2 separate regions of the Ovis canadensis genome follow, and region 1 is linked to region 2. Evidence: chromatin contacts called from public Hi-C data. All regions are on one chromosome and are shown on one strand. The core of a region is the stretch at or near the end of the contact, and the rest is flanking DNA. Distances in the headings are between cores, read along the strand shown. Region 1 overlaps HSF2BP (heat shock transcription factor 2 binding protein). Region 2 holds the start of SIK1 (salt inducible kinase 1).

What was found. A called contact is a pair of places that touch in the nucleus more often than the background predicts.
Region 1: a Hi-C map of fibroblasts shows a contact between it and region 2, with 5 times the contacts expected there. The contact joins the enhancer-like site here to the promoter of SIK1 in region 2. A contact is called at or near these places in 2 of 2 Hi-C or Micro-C datasets (fibroblasts and lung).

Annotation. Positions count from the first base shown.
Region 1 is chr1:266,849,580-266,853,410 of ARS-UI_OviCan_v2, reverse strand. It overlaps HSF2BP (heat shock transcription factor 2 binding protein), which reads left to right. Exons shown (of 8, transcript XM_069566372.1): 4 at 2,029-2,132. Among named protein-coding and RNA genes, the nearest start is that of HSF2BP, 17 kb to the left of the region's middle. Within about 2 kb of position 1,575, the one cell type or tissue checked has open chromatin away from gene starts, as enhancers often do. A contact at or near this core is called in fibroblasts, where this site is marked.
Region 2 is chr1:266,669,165-266,673,335 of ARS-UI_OviCan_v2, reverse strand. SIK1 (salt inducible kinase 1) reads left to right here and starts at 2,831. Exons shown (of 14, transcript XM_069581929.1): 1 at 2,831-3,030; 2 at 3,418-3,588; 3 at 4,047-4,163. The coding sequence starts at 3,433.

The DNA of each region.
Region 1 (3,831 bases), core at 326-2,825, 180 kb before region 2:
CTCCAGTTTGGCCACCAGGTGGCGGCCTCATCCTGAGAGCTGGGAGTGGGTGGCAACCCTGACACAGCCTTTGAATACTGTGGGGTCGAGTCGGACCGTTTAACCTCATCCTTTTGTTGTGTTAACCTACAGTAAGGTCATTAGCAGTTTTGTAGAGTGAGAGATTATGACATTATTGTAAAGAGTCTTCTGGGTGGTCTTAATTCCTCCATAGTTTTACATGTAAGACTTGTAGGAGTGTGATTTCCTATCTTCTTTACCGTGTTTGAGGTATATACAGTTTAGTAATAGAAGAAAACATTAAAAGTTAACTGCAAAGAAAAAGTTTTATGCTATTAATAATTTTATCTTAGTTAAAAAAAAATTTTTTTTTGGTCTGTGACCATTTGCAGTTCACATTTCACTCATAATTATCTATGTTTTCGTTTAACATTGTTACAAAACGCAGATCTGTAGTTTTCAAAGCATAGCACTTGATCAGTATAGTTGGTTTCTTGGGTGGCCAGGACTAGTGGGACAAAATAAAGATTTCCAGTGTAAGTCATACTGGGTGTGATACATCCTAAAAGGGCAGAAAAGAGAACTGATGTGAAGGAGAAGAAGGGGTCCTATGCTGCTTCACCCGTTTCCAAGGAACTCATTTTAAGAGAAGCTTTGCCTGCGGATTCACAATCATTAACTGAATATCTAGCTTTAGGTTTTAATCTCCTGCTCTAGCAAAGGATCTCTGGAAAATGTAATGAAAGTGTCAGTTGCTCAGTCGTGTCTGACTCTGTGACCCCATGACTCTGTGACTGGAAATGGCAACCTACTCCAGTATTCTTACTTGGAGAATTCCATGGACAGCAGAGCCTGGTGGGCTACAGTCCATGGGGTCGCAAAGAGTCAGACACAACTGAGCGATTTCCACTCCCAGGGGATTCTGATGTGCTGTAAAGTCTGAGAATCAATGTCCCGAAGTGTTCCTACTTCAGTGAGTTACACCAGTAGCTCTGAGCACAGGTCCACTCAGGTCTTGGTATATGTTAGCTTTGAAACGTGATATCTTAGTCTTTGGGATCAAGGCACTTAAAGCTTTTTTTGTTTTTTAAATGGGAAACGCTTTAATAAGAGACTGTTTTCATAGGCAACCAATTAGCAGACTAATAAGCCATTTAAATTTCTTTACTTAAAACCAGTATTCAAGAAAGGTGAACCCCAAATGCAGCCTCTTACTGCTGACCAGACTATGCACAGATGTCAGTGGGTGTGCCATGAACATGCTGTGTGCCACTGAGGGGGGCCCCCCACCCCCAGCCCTGGGCCCTGGCAAACAGAGAGCAGTGATTGTTCACCGGAGGCACTGAGTTACCTTTTTTCTTGGCTTTCTGAATGTCAGTGTTTCTGTAGCATACTATTTTTTATTTAAACTTGATTATCTGGTTGATTTCAGATTCATGAACATGGATGTCTTTTGGGAATTTTGTTGGCCATGTGACTCATTATCTGGGCGAGTACGGTGGCGAGGAAGCGTGCCCTCCTCTCCGCCTCTCACTGTGGCCTTTTCTCTTCTCATCTCTGTGGCTGTTGCCTCACTGCTCCATTGACAACGGCGGCAGCTGTTGTCGTGGAGCCAGTCTGCCAGCGGGTGAGACGAGTGTGTGAATCAGCCCGGCTGGCACCATCTCCTTGCTGAACTGCCTTCTGCTTTTTATGGAGCACATAGGAGTGTGTGCCACGAGACGGTTGGGCTGCCCAGCCCTGCCTGCACTCCTTTAAACAACACTCTTTCCTAGAACCTTCAGTGTAAGTCTGGTGGTGAAACGAAGTCTTAAAAAAAAGCAGAAAACAAAGAAGGTACTTTCTGCTATGGGCAAAAAGGTGACAAAAACTTAAAAAGCAGGATGTTAGAATGTTGGTTATCCCAGCACTGGTTATGTGAGAAATCCTACCTAAGAAATCAGGCTTTCCTGAGAGAAAATGAAGCAAAATGCATGGTCAGGAGAGATCAGTGACTTGAAATACTGAGTATTCTTGTGTCTCTTGTAGACCTGGAGAGGAAGGAGCAGGAGTTAGAGCAACTGAGGATGGACTGTGAGCACTTCAGAGCCCGCCTGGAGTCTGTGCAAGCAGACAGCGTGAGGGAGAAGAAGGTACGATGCTCACCAGGCCACGGGAACCGCCCGCGCCATGTTTGTGGCCGCAGTCTAGCCCTTATGCCTCAAGACACTATTTTTAAATGTATTTATTCTGAATGGGTTGGAAAACAGTTGATCATTTGGATTTGACAACCATTTAACATGGAGGCTGTTTACTTGGTGCCTTTTGATAGTCACTTACTGTTAATTTCTGTGTTAAAAGACCAATCCATGGCATTAAAATTCATAATATAATAATCCTGAAAAAATCGTGTAGTAATCATTTGTAATTAGAGTTAGATATATAAATAGAAACATGTGTAATTAGGAGGTCACTTCTGATATTTTGGAAATAACCAATTGCATTTCATTTTACTATTTGGGGAGACATAACATTTCTTAAAAACTATACATTTTCTTTTCATGGAATAAGTTATTTCCTCTTCTATAAAGCTAGAGCTGTTTGGCTACTTCTGCTGGAATTTGGGGCTTGATTGTGTCTTTATTTTTGGACAGTACAATAGAAACTGGTGACAGCATCCAGGGCATGTTGTTGCCTGTGTGCTGGGAGGTGTTCGTGACTGTCGTGCCGCTCACTGGTTTCTGCAGCACAGCTGGGTCAGCAAGTGCTGTGAACCTGGAGAGATGCTGGGAGCCTGGCTAGGTCCCACCGCCTGTGTGCTCAGCTCTGTTTCACGCCTCCTCCTTGAGTTCTGAGTGTTTGTGGCTAAAGTGGAGGGTTCCCCAAACTGGTGGATTTTGTATAGACTTCATTTTTTCCCCACAGCGCTTGATTATTTATCAAGAATAACTGTTCCTTAGCCCAGATATACATAATTTCATAGTTAAGGAATACAGGTAAGTGACAAACTTGCGTGGAACTCAACCCAGAGACATTCCTTACATTCCAGAATCACATTGCACTCTGAAAGATAGCAGCCTTCCTCCTTGCTGCAAAGTCTTTTATGGAATGTCTGTAGAAATTTCTGCATATGCCTTCTTTTGTGATTCAGCCAAAGCAAGCTTACAGAAAGCTGCAACTCCCAGGGGTACAGCAAGCGCTCCAACAATGTGAGATCGCAGACGCTTGGCCAGAGGACCATGCGTCTGAAGTTTCGTCAAAGAACTGGGAGCCCTGGGAGCTTTTCTCCTTGACTGCTCAATGATGACGTCCTTCCAGACTGATAGACTCTAATATCAAGTAGGTAGGGAAGATCAGGGAAGAGTTTCAGTCTCAGAACTGTTAGGGTGTGTGTCACTTATTGAAAGCTGACATTGTAGCTCAGTCATACTCAGTTTAGATCATGATAGACCAAGATGGGTGCATGATTAATTTGTCTGGACCTAAAGTTTCATTGTCCAAAAGAAGTTGACCTGCAGGCAAGAAGGAATTGGATAAATGTGAACAATGCAATCCCCTGATTCAGTACTCCTTAAAATGCCGGGACATCTTGGCTAAGGCTGAAGCTTAAATTGGGCAGAATCTTAGATTTTTTTATTTCTTAAATTGATAAGCATAGGAAAAAATGCATATTTTGTTGGCATTTTAGATGTTATGCTAAAAATAAGCCACCCTGGGAAAGTGCCAGAATAAAGGGCAAACAGCTGCAGTGAAGTAGCGTCAGGTCACAGCATGGTTCTGCCCAGACACTTTGACCTTAGTTAAAAGGTGGGCGTATTTTAGGTTAGACTATTTCCAGTTAAGTTTCCTGTT
Region 2 (4,171 bases), core at 1,582-4,081:
TATTATCTATGTCTATCTATATGCAGGCATAGATACGGACATCTTGAGCTCCTCTCTTCCCAGGAGAATGAGATGCAGAGAGAAGACACCAGGGACGTGCAGACACTCACCTGCTGTCCCTCGTTCTGTCATGCAAGAGCATTCCTCGGGCTCGTCCCAGTGACATCCAGCGCACAAATGGCTCCTCTGCCTTCTCACCTACCCAGGCCCAGATCTGGCCAGAGTCTTTGGAAAGGTCACCGACATTAGCAAACACCTGGCTGTCGGGAAGCACTTTTGTCTGCACCGAAAGGAAACTGCAGCCAAAAGAGCTGAAAGCTGCCTCCCCAGAGAAGGTCCCTGGGCCCAGGCTCACCCGACCCCGCCCCTAGCCCTTCCTGAGGGTCCCACCATCTGACAGCCCAACATGGGGTGGCTATCCCTCAGCCCCCTGGGCAGCAAGCCTGCTCTCTGGACAATGCAGGCAGAGAGAGGTTGAGATCCTCCCGGCACCCTCTGCATCCAAGATCTAGAGCAGGGTGCCGGACCCCCGAGAAGGAGAGGAAACTACTTTGTAAATAACTCATGGTTGTAAACTACTCAGCTGGGAGGAAGAATATTCCTCCGAATTCTCTATGGATAAACCTGGGACGAGGGCATTTTGAAAGACTAAGGAAAACGCTGAGACTATTAATGGCCTTGAAAGGCCTTTCAAGACAAACTAAAGCCACAAACTGTGCCCAGGCAGAGGGGTGATGGCACATGTTAGCCCCAGCCTGTGATTGGGCACCAGAGAAGCACATCCGATTCCATGAGACACCCTCACCGGGTAGCTGGCCGGCACCGAAACCTCCTCAAAGGGCGTCCAAGCTCTGTATCCATTTCGCTTACCTCTTGCTCCCCACCCTCTCCTCTGAAGTCATACTTGAACACAAGGAAAATGATTGCAGGCTGGGTGCTATGCTGAGTCGCTCAGTCGTGTCCGACTCTTTGTGACTCCGTGGACTGTAGCCTGCCAGGCTCCTCTGTCCATAGGATCTCCCAGGCAAGAATACTGGAGTGGGTGGCCACGCCCTTCTCCAGGGGATCTTCCTGACCCAGGGATTGAACCCAGGTCTCCTGCATTGCAGGCAGAGTCTTCTGCCTTCCTAATATTTAATAAATAGTGTTTGCCCTATGCTGTGTCTTCCCTTAGTGTCTCCTCCGCAGAGGTGTAAAGGCACGTGCATTGAGCAGTGACGCCAACGGAAATTGTCACCTGCTGCCATTTTCATGCTCTGTCCCTCCTGCCTTGACCTCTGTCCTGAGGGCACAGGTCCCTGCCCGCTCCCCCACCGAAACTCAAGGAGACAGCATGGTGGACCTGGCAGCAGACAAAAGTAACCAAGGCCAAGGGACCTGCGGTGTCCAGCCTCGCCAGGGATGAAGTCCTTGCTCTCTGTTGACCCTCCTGTAGGCCCCGTTGGAGGGGCTGTTCCTCCCACCCACACCCCTGCCCCCAAGGTACAGGGCCCTTTTGTCATCTGCATACAAAGCACCTGGTCTGAGTCAAAAGAAAGTGAAGTGTTACTCACTCCATCACATCTGACTCTTCAGGACTCCATGCACTGCAGCCTGCCAGGCCCCTCTGTCCATGGAATTCTCCAGGCAAGAATACTAGAGTGGTTGCCATTCCCTTCTCCAGGGGGTCTTCCCTACCCAGGGATCAAACCCAGGTCTCCTGCATTGCAGGTGGATTCTTTACCATCTGAGCCACCAGGGAAACTGGCCTTATTTAAGGTGCTGCTAACTGGATTTCTCAATACCCTGGTCCTTCAGGAGTGGGGTCCATTCCCACCTAGACCCCAGGTCAGCCCAGAAATCAACTCACTGGGTGTTCCTCTTCTCTCCAGCCTGCTAGGTTTCTTCAGCCTAGCAAAGGGCTGCCTCCAGTCATCAGCTGGCTTCTGACCTCAGATGGAGGCGAATGGGCCCGGTGGGCTGAACCACTCCCCTGGGGGCTCACCGCACTCTGGCAGCCCTCAGGCCCCTGGTGTAGGTTACAGAGATGCTGGCCGGTTTCCAGTGTTGACATTTCAGTACAGAGCAAGAGCAGTCGAAGTGGGACGCCCATGTCTTCCATGTCCGTACCTGCCACGCTCAGAAGGGTCCCTGGTGGGTGGCGGCTCCTCCCTGGAGCCGGGTGACCAATTTGGGGGGTGAGACCTGGCCTGCTGTTAACCTGCACCTGGTATGGCCACATTCTGCGCGTCTGTGAGGTTTCCCGGGCCCCACCTGGTAGGGTGGCTCCAAGGCCGATCACTTCCGAAAGAAACTGGGGGACACATGAAACCCACACCCCGATAATGGGGACCCGGGAGTAGGGGTCTGCAGAGGACGCAGCCGCAACCGTGCTAAATTTAAGGAGTTTCAGAACAGCGCTAGAACCAAGCCTGCTGGGAGGAGGCGAGAAGAGGGGGACCAGCGCGAAGGCGGCTGTGCGCCCGTATGAGGAAGGGCAGTCTCTCCTCGGGGACGAAACGGTTAAGCCTCCCGCAGCGCCCTAGGCATCCGGTAGGGGTCGCGCGCCGGCGGGAGCGCCCGCGCTCGCGGGCGGGCCTCAGGCGGCCGGGGCCCCTGACGTCACCGACCCACGGTCGCCATGGCGACGGCCTCATCAGCGCGCGCGTCAGAGCCGCCAGTCTCTTGGCAACCGCCCGATCTCCCGCTCTCCCTCCGCCTGGCTCTCGGCCGCGCGTCGCTCTGGCGTCAAAAGGACGTCAATAGGGATGTATCAATCCGGCGGCGGCGGCGTGGGCGGGGCCGCCGTGGGCGGGGTCGGCGGCGTGGGGGCGTGACGGGGCGGGCCCGGGAGGCAGGGGCGGGCCCGGGGGCGGGGCGGACGGCGCGTGCGGCTGGAGAGCGCGGCTCCAGGCTCAGAGCTGACATGCGGCGCGGCCCGGGCGGCAGGCGGCGGAGCAGCTGGCGGCCGGGCAGAGCGAACGGCCGAGCGGGCGGCGGGGGCCCCGGGGCGAGCGGCGTCCCAGCCTCGGCGCTCCGAGGGCGGCGGAGGTGAGGCGCGGCCCGGTGGGCCGGTGGCCGCCGCCGGGCTCGGGGCTGCGGGCTCGGCGGCCCCGCAGGTGCGCGCGCGGGGTTTTCGGGCCGGGGCGCCGCCGCCGGCTTCCCCTTTGTTGTGCGGCAGACAGCGGGGGCCATGGGAGCGAGGGTCCAGGGTTCAGGACGGAGTCGGGCGCGGGCGGCGGTCCACGCGCCCCGCGGGGCTTGGGACCCGGAGCCCAAGCGGATCCGACTGCGGGCGGCGGGCATAGGAGCAGGGCGCACGGCTCCCGGATCGGGGCTCGCGGTGGAGCAAGTCGCCGGCGGGGGCGGTTGCCGCAGGTCCGCGCGTCCGGGGGTCGGGTCTGCAGCCGCCGAGCTGAGCGCGCCCCCCGCCCGCAGGTGCGGCCCGGAACCATGGTGATCATGGCCGAGTTGAGCGCGGCCCCCGCGGGCTCGGGCCAGGGCCAGCAGAAGCCTCTCCGGGTGGGCTTCTACGACATCGAGCGGACCCTCGGCAAGGGCAATTTCGCGGTGGTGAAGCTGGCCCGGCATCGAGTCACCAAAACGCAGGTGCGTGGGGGGGGGGGGGGGGCGCGCGGAACCCCCGGGTGGACCCTCCGCGGCTGGATACCCCCTTTCCCTGGAGCCCGGGAAGCTGGTGAAATCCCTGCTTGTGGGGTCCATCGTCCCAAGGTCGAAACGTTGATAGTTTTTATCAGTTTGGTAAAGAAGAAAATGCGATATGTTATGATTATGCGTAATTTGTACAAATACTGGGGAGTAGCAAAGAGGATAATGACCAAATACCCAGGAGTACAGCTGGAGCCTGTAAAACGAGTCTGCAGAGACTTAAGACATTTATTAAACTTTGACTTTTTTGGCTACTTTTGTTATTTTCCTCCCTAAGTTTTTGTGACCTTTGGGGACATGAAGTGTTTTAGAAATTAACCTGCAAAAAACGAAGTGTGTAAATTAGCTTAAGGCAGAGAGTTTTATTTAAACAAATATCCTTTATTAATGATTTGTAGGTTGCAATAAAAATAATCGACAAAGCACGATTAGATTCAAGCAATTTGGAGAAAATCTATCGAGAGGTTCAGATCATGAAGCTTCTGAATCATCCTCACATTATAAAGCTCTATCAGGTAAGGAT